2 separate regions of the Rattus norvegicus genome follow, and region 2 is linked to region 1. Evidence: chromatin contacts called from public Hi-C data. All regions are on one chromosome and are shown on one strand. The core of a region is the stretch at or near the end of the contact, and the rest is flanking DNA. Distances in the headings are between cores, read along the strand shown.

Region 1 (3,704 bases), core at 338-2,837:
GTATCTAGAGACTAGTGTTAACAGAAAGTAGTGTGAAGATGGCTCAGGGGTTAAGAGCACTGATTGCTCTTCCAGAGGTCCTAAGTTCGATTCCCAGCAATCACATGGTGGCTCACAACCATCTGGAATGAGGTCTGATGCCCTCTTCTGGTGTGTCTGAAGACAGCTAGAGTGTACTTATTTATAAGTGAGTAGAGGAGAAGGGTGGGAGGAGGGTATTTGCACTGGAATAAGTGGGAAGACTATCTTAGATCCCTGCTATTGTCTGCCTGCCATTTCTTTGCTCCCATTTGCATTTTGGTCACTTTATTTTCTGGTGTTTTTCCAGTGTGAAGCACCAGTGGCAACCAGAAACTTTAAGCAGATTGTTCACTTTCTGTACCCCAGAACTGTTGTTTTCCATAGAAGAGTCACTGGTTCTGCCGGCTATTGAGTACTACAGTGTATCACATTTTCTGTTTTTGGTTGTTTTGTGACAATTTATATATGGCCTTACTTTGAAGCTCAGGCATTTAAAACCATTATCATTTACTCTGGATGGGCTTACTTATTTTCTTATGTGTGCACAGAGGTCAGAGGGCAACTTGCAGGGATTGGCTGTCACACCATACGTGTCTAAGGATTGAATTAACGTCGGTCGGCTTAGAGGCGAGTGCCTTTAATACCCACTATGTCCACCTTTTAGCTCCTGGTAGCTCAAGCTTTCCTGAATATTTCCCATTTAGTTGGTTGATGCGGTGAATTGGAAATCCAGACACGAGGGGCTGACTGTATTGTAATATGTAAATTAACACTGGCTAAAGTTATTTTTTTAATGCGTCTGCTAGAAGACCTCACCCTACATACATGATGCGCACATTTCTAGTCTCTCCAGAAAACTGTTCTGGGGTCTAGCACATCCCCCTACTCCATTTTATTGCATGGAATAACCAATAGGAAAAGATACACCGAATAAACTGTTGAAAGAGGAGATTGCTGTCTCGGACTTCCAGTGGGAAAATGGTAACCACTTCCCCCTAGAACTGAAAACTTAAGTCTAATGAAGTCATTGAAAACAATGTGTTGTCTCTTAAGATAAGCCACTATCCTCTTTTGAGAGTGAATTTGCCCCTTAGATACTTGATATCTGAGGTCTGCACGTTTATGATAACTGTACCAGGAAAGCTCGGTGCAATGGAACTTGTCTTGTGTTTGAGACTAGTCGTCAGGAGTAAGGGATGGGTGGCGGGAATCAGTAGTCACAGCCCGGAACCTTAAACTAGGGACCCGGGCCGCGGGCTTCTCCAGCCGACGTCACTAGGGCGCGACGCCTACTCTTCCAGAAGCAGTGGCACGTGAGGTACCACGGTGAAGTCGAGTTCCGGGACAATAAGACACATCACTCTTGAGTCCCCGGGAGATTTGGGTCTCAGCATCCCTGTCCTAGGTTTGCCACCACAGGTCACAAGGCCTGGAGCTCCATTAGCCCCTCCGAGAACCTGTAGAGTTGAGCATCACAGCGGCTGCGCAGGGCACGTGCTCATCCTCCCCAGGAGTCCGGGCGATTGGCTGTGACGCAACTTCCGGCGTGAGCGGCGAAAGCCGGGAGGGCGAGCGAGAGAGCTACCCGGCAGCAGGCGGGCGGGTGGCCGGCCGGCACGGAGGGAGGGAACGAGCAAGCGGTGAGCAAGCCAGCGAGGGCGCCCGGGTCCCGAGGGCAGCGGAGATTCCTCAGGCCCCTCCGGTGCCCTCCCCGGAGCCCACAGCACCTCCGGCACCCAGCGGAGCGGACGCGGTCCAGCCCGGCCATGGCCTCGTTGCTGAAGGTGGATCAGGAAGTGAAGCTCAAGGTAGCGGCACAGCTCCGGCCTCCTCATCCCTCCTTTCGAACCCCCAGCAGTCGGATCTGCTCCCCACTCCCCATGTCGTCTTTGTCTCCCTGGGGACACCAGGTATGAGCTTCCGCCTGGCTCAACCCAGCCCCCCACGCCTGGAGACGGCATTGGAGAGGACGATATAGGGTGGCTTTCTGCCCTGCTTCTGGTGATGGAGTGCACCAGTGACTCCTCCTTGGACACGTGTTAGACTCAGTGCTTTAGGCTAGTGACAGGTGGAAATCCCGGGCCCAGGAACGTCCCCGCCCCCGACCCTGCCACTGACCCTGCCCTTGAGGCTGGCCTACTGCGTATGATAGGCCAGGTCTGGGGGGGAGTTGGCACGTTTGTGAGCTCACTTCTTCCAGTCTGGCTTTTGTCTGCCTATGAAATTGAGAGGGTTTCAGACAACACGGAGGGAGGGACCAAGGGGGGTGAGGGGTGGGTGGAAAGGGAGAGAAGGGGTAGAACTGACAGGTGCCGGCCTGCAACCCCAACATCTTCTCCCAAGATGGAGAAATGGATCCTCAAAAAAATGAAATATTTGCAGTCCGGGGGCCTCTCACCTTCTAATTATAATTTCAAGGTGAGGGCGAGACAGCTGGATTTGGGGTTCCCCATCCACACCCTTGTATCACTAGGTATTGAATTGCTCTCTTTGTTAATTCTAGGTTGATTCTTTCAGGGAGCGGATCACAAGTGAGGTGAGTGCTGGTTGTAAAAGAGAAAAGGGGCATTGGTTAATAGCTTGGGGTTTCCCAAAAAGATATCCATAGGGAGTTTATTAATTCAGGTGTATTTTCTCTGCCTAGGCAGAAGACTTGGTGGCAAATTTTTTCCCAAAGAAGTTATTAGAACTTGATAGTTTTTTGAAGGTGAGAGACGCTTTTATTTCTTTAAATTACTTCTTTGGTTCCTGTCTTTCTGACAGAGGGGGCAGACTGTGTGTTGATTCTGTTCCCTTGTGTACTGTAAAGGATTCGTTTGCTTTTACAAGAAATACTCCTATCCCCCGTCTCTCTCCTTTTCTTTTCTTTTCTTTCTTTTCTTTTTAAACTTAACACTAATACTGTTTTGGGGTGAATGCCTCTCTTTCAGGAACCAATTCTAAATATCCATGACCTAACTCAGATCCACTCAGACATGAATCTCCCAGTCCCTGACCCCATTCTCCTCACCAATAGCCACGATGGACTGGATGGTGTGAGTGTCTTGCATTTATGTTTGTGTTCTTAGTATTTTGTTTTTTGGTAAGCTTGGGGACGTACGGAGATGTGGGATTTGCCTGTGGGATCTGGGTTCTGTTTGAGGTGTGGTGACTCTAGCATACTATACTACTTTTTGGACCATTCGCTTCGTTTTGGGCGAGGTGAGTACGTTAGTGCTGCTCTAGTTCTTAACCCAGGTTTTAATTAGTTCGAAGCTGGCTGCAGGCTTCCCTCCACTACCTGGCTTTCCACACGCTTGGGAGCAAGACTGTTTTGTTCAGCATGCTGTCCTTATAGATGGCAGAACAGCTGTCCTTGCTGCCTAGCCGCAGTCCCAGTCCGCAGTCACTGTGCTTGCTGTGCTGAACTGTGCTTTACTGCACTTGCACTGTGCTTCTGAGACAGCATCTGATTATGGAGCCCCTGGCTAGCCTGCAACTCCTTATGCAGACTAGACTGAGTTGACCACAAACTCAACAAGATCTGCCTGCCCCTGCCACGTAAATGCTAGGAAGGAAGGTGCGAGCTGCCATGCCAGCCAGCACTGCTACTGTATTAGTTGCAAGTCTATATTGCATTATAACACCAGGGATACTATAGTTCCATCTAGATTCCTGTGGCTTGGTACTTTGTTGTTGTTGTT
Region 2 (3,704 bases), core at 755-3,254, 76 kb after region 1:
TTAAATACTTTCCTTGATAAGAGTTGCCATGGTCATGGTGTCTCTTCACAGCAATAGAAACTCTAAGACAGCACCCATTATATAAAATAAAAGCAAATACAAGGGGGAAGGAGGAAGAGAAGCAGCAGGCATTTATTCCCAGCACTTAAGAGGCAGAGTAGGTATACCTCTGTATTTGTTGTCACAACAGACACTTGTTTTTTTTTTTTTTTTTTTTTTTTTTTGATGCTCTATCCAGAAAAAAGTGGAGAACAATAAAGGAAGACAAGACATAGGGACCTTTGACCTCCATGCCCACACATGCCCATGTGACCCCCCAGTGGGGGCAAGTACATGTCACACACACACAAACACACACACACACACACACACACACACACACACACACACACACACACACACACACACATTCAGGATCATACAGGACAGTGACACTCAAACCTCCATTTAAAAAGAAATCAGTTGGGGTTGGGGATTTAGCTCAGTGGTAGAGCGCTTGCCTAGCAAGCGCAAGGCCCTGGGTTCGATCCCCAGCTCCGAAAAAAAGAAAAAAGGGAAAAAAAAGAAATCAGAGGGCTGGAGAGATGGCTCAGCGGTTAAGAGCACTGACCGAAGTCCTGAGTTCAATTTCCAGCAACCACATGGTGGCTCACAACCATCTGTAATGGGATCTGATGTCCTCTTCTGATGGGTCTGAAAACAGCAACAGTGTATTCATGTACATAAAATATATCTTAAAAAAAGGGGGGGGGGTTGGGGATTTAGCTCAGTGGTAGAGCACTTGCCTAGCAAGCGCAAGGCCCCCTGGGTTCGGTCCCCAGCTCCGAAAAAAAGAAAAGAAAAAAAAAAAAGTCTGGAAAGGGCTGGACAGATGGCCAGTGGTTAAGAGCACTGGCTACTCTTCCAGAGGACCTGAGTTCAGTTCCCAGTGCCCACATGGCGGCTCACAACCCTCTGTAATTCCTGTTCCAGGGGATCCAACACCTTCATGTAGACATATAGACAGTCAAAGTGCAGAAAATAAAGATAAATAAATCGAACCCAGAAGCCAGGTAGTGGTGGCACAGCCTTTACTTAATCCCAGCACTTGGGGGATGGGACAGGGAGCGAACAGGCAGGTGGGTCTCTGAGTTCAAAACCAGCCTGGTCTACAGAGCCAGTACCAGGACAGCCAGGGCTACACGAAGAAACCCTATCTCAAAAACAAACAAACAAACAAACAAAAAGTATCTATCAAATGGACACAAAAGAACCCAAAGGAGCATTGGCAACTGAGAAGACAAGTGAATTGCTCCAGGAGCAGGCAATATTTGAGGCCTCTGAGCTCACTAGATGATGGCGATAAAGGAGCAAAGGCATAAAATATTCATGCATCCGCACTGTGAGGGTGACTCTGCCGCAGCTCCGCAGCTCAGTGTCCCAGGCACCAAAAATAAAGTTTGGGGAAAGTCTGGAACTCCAAAAATAGAAACAATGGTGGCACGCTAAGCAACACACATCTGGAGCCCTGATTGTTCGGGTTGCCCAGGCAGGAAGACAGCGGAGTCCAGGAAGTCAAGGCCAGGCTGGGCAATATAGCAAGGCTCCCTCTGAAAAAAAAAAAGATGGAGGGAGGCTGGGAGATGGTTCAGTCCATAAAGTGCCCTGTCAGCATGAGGCCCTGAGCACACACGTGTAGCAGCACGCACAGGAACATGTATGCTTATGTACACATGCACACTCAGAGTGGGAGGCGGGGGATAATTTCCAGAAGGCTACAAGCCATTCCTTGTTTATTCTGCTTGTGTTTTAGAACTCTCTTTATGTTCCACATCCTAGGGACCAGGAAACCATGCCTGTCTAACTGGACAAGGGTTCTGTTATCCTCGTTATTTCTCTTATTTAATTAGTTAATTAATTTGGAGATGGGGTCCAGGCCAGCTTCATCGGCCAGGCTGTGTACCAAACTGAGATATATATATATATTCCTGGGCCTTCCCTGCAGCTGCCAGAGGCGTCGGCAAGAACGGGCCCACAGCGCCCTCTGCTGTTCTATCACAAGGGATGGGTTCTTGGGACTGATTTTATTGAAGGATCCTGAGGTCGGCAAGCAGCTGAAAAAGCAGAAGAAACGCAAAGCTTTGTACGAAATTCCGGACGAGCTCACTCGCTTGGATCACAACACAGTCAGTGAGGAAGCCAAGGGCCTGAACTTTGCCACGATGATGGTTTTTCAGACTTTCTAAGCGGAGTAGAAACCTTCAAGATATCCACAGCAGAGGCATCAAAAGTGGACCGTTAGGATCGCTTAATACTATCTGTTAACCAGGGTTACAGAAACAAGGAAGGAAAACAGGCTCAGGAAGAGGTATAGGGAAACAGCCTTACCTTTAGAGTCCCATAAAGATTGATTCCTGGAGCACAGGAAGATAGCCTAGAGGTTAAGAGAGCATTTGCTGCATAAACCGAGGACCTGAGTTCGAATCCCTAACACCCATGTAAAACAGCTCTACATGGCTGTGCGAGAGAGAGAGAGAGAGAGAGAGAGAGAGAGAGAGAGAGAGAGAGAGACTGTCTCATGGGACTAAGGTAGAGAGAAATAGAGGAAGAAGACACCTGAAATTGTCCTTAGGCCTCCTCATGTGCAAGGACTGAACACAAGGAACCCTGACTTCTCCGTTAACAGCACTGTGTGCGTGCCTGCCCCGAATGAGAGACTTCATGGCAACGTTAGATTGGAAATTTTCACAGCCATAGCTTGACCCAGGTATTTTTCCTGCCAGAATTGCCCAACAGCCTCAAGGCCCCAAATTGTTTATTTGACCTGGAAGAAGTGACGATACTTTACAGGATAGGAAAGATGCAAGCCATGGTAGCCTGTCTTCCTGTAAAGTACTTTATTGAGCCGTCAGATGACCCAGTGGCTCAGCGACGGGCTTAGGAACCAGGCTGCTGGTCAGAGGTGTGCCTCAAAGCACGCTGGTACACATCTGCAGTCTCAGCACGAGGGAGATGGAAGCCGGGGGATCACTGCAAGTTCCGGACCAGTCTGGGCTAGATATGGAATATCCTGCTTCAGAAAGAAGGGAAGGGGGGTGGGGAGAGGGAGCAGACACTCTCAGGCAAACTCCTTCTCTCTTGGGTATGGTAACCTTGCCTGTGAAATGTGGGTAACAATAGGACCTACCTCACAGGGGTCTTAATGAAGATCAAACAGGTGTGTTTTGTGTTTGGTTTTGGTTTGTCTAATTGACTGCTTCAGTGGAGATAGGAAGCTGAGTGCCCTGTGTATCCTAATCACACAATCTAACACTAAGCAAGCATCACATCCTCAAGATTTGTTTTGTTTCGAGACAGGTCTTACTACGTTAGCCAAATCTTGGACTCCTAGGTTTAGGTAATTATCCTGCCTCAGTCTCTTGCGCTCTGGAATTACAGGGGATGGCTACTGTCTCTGACTGACAAGGGTTTACCCATCTACAAAGGGTTTACCCTTCCTCGAATGAGGAAGAGATCAGCTTCACGGAGTCAGAAAAAGCCCGGGTAGGCATGGTGGTATACACTGTAGTCCTCTACTGGGGAAGCAGAGGCAGGAGGACCTCAACTTAGAAGGCTACCAGAGTGAGGCATTGTCTACAAATATGAGATGAGAGGGGGCAGGAGGAGAGGGGAGGGGAGGAGGAAGGAGACAGAAGAGGTGAGAGGCGGCAGCCTCAAGCCAGCCT

What was found. Hi-C and Micro-C count contacts between places; a contact is called where the count stands out from the background.
Region 2: a Hi-C map of the A7r5 cell line shows a contact between it and region 1, with 4 times the contacts expected there. The contact joins the enhancer-like site here to the promoter of Psme3 in region 1. A contact is called at or near these places in 11 of 12 Hi-C or Micro-C datasets (the A7r5 cell line, the Rat2 cell line, Schwann cells and 6 more) and 1 of 1 datasets of contacts at active chromatin or transcription factors (oligodendrocytes).

What each region holds. Positions count from the first base shown.
Region 1 is chr10:86,756,346-86,760,049 of GRCr8, forward strand. Psme3 (proteasome activator subunit 3) reads left to right here and starts at 1,588. Exons shown (of 11, transcript NM_001011894.1): 1 at 1,588-1,829; 2 at 2,525-2,557; 3 at 2,666-2,728; 4 at 2,952-3,056. The coding sequence starts at 1,788.
Region 2 is chr10:86,831,832-86,835,535 of GRCr8, forward strand. No RefSeq gene overlaps it. Among named protein-coding and RNA genes, the nearest start is that of Aarsd1, 20 kb to the right of the region's middle. Within about 2 kb of position 2,005, at least 5 of the 93 cell types and tissues checked have an H3K27ac peak or open chromatin away from gene starts, as enhancers often do. A contact at or near this core is called in the A7r5 cell line, where this site is marked.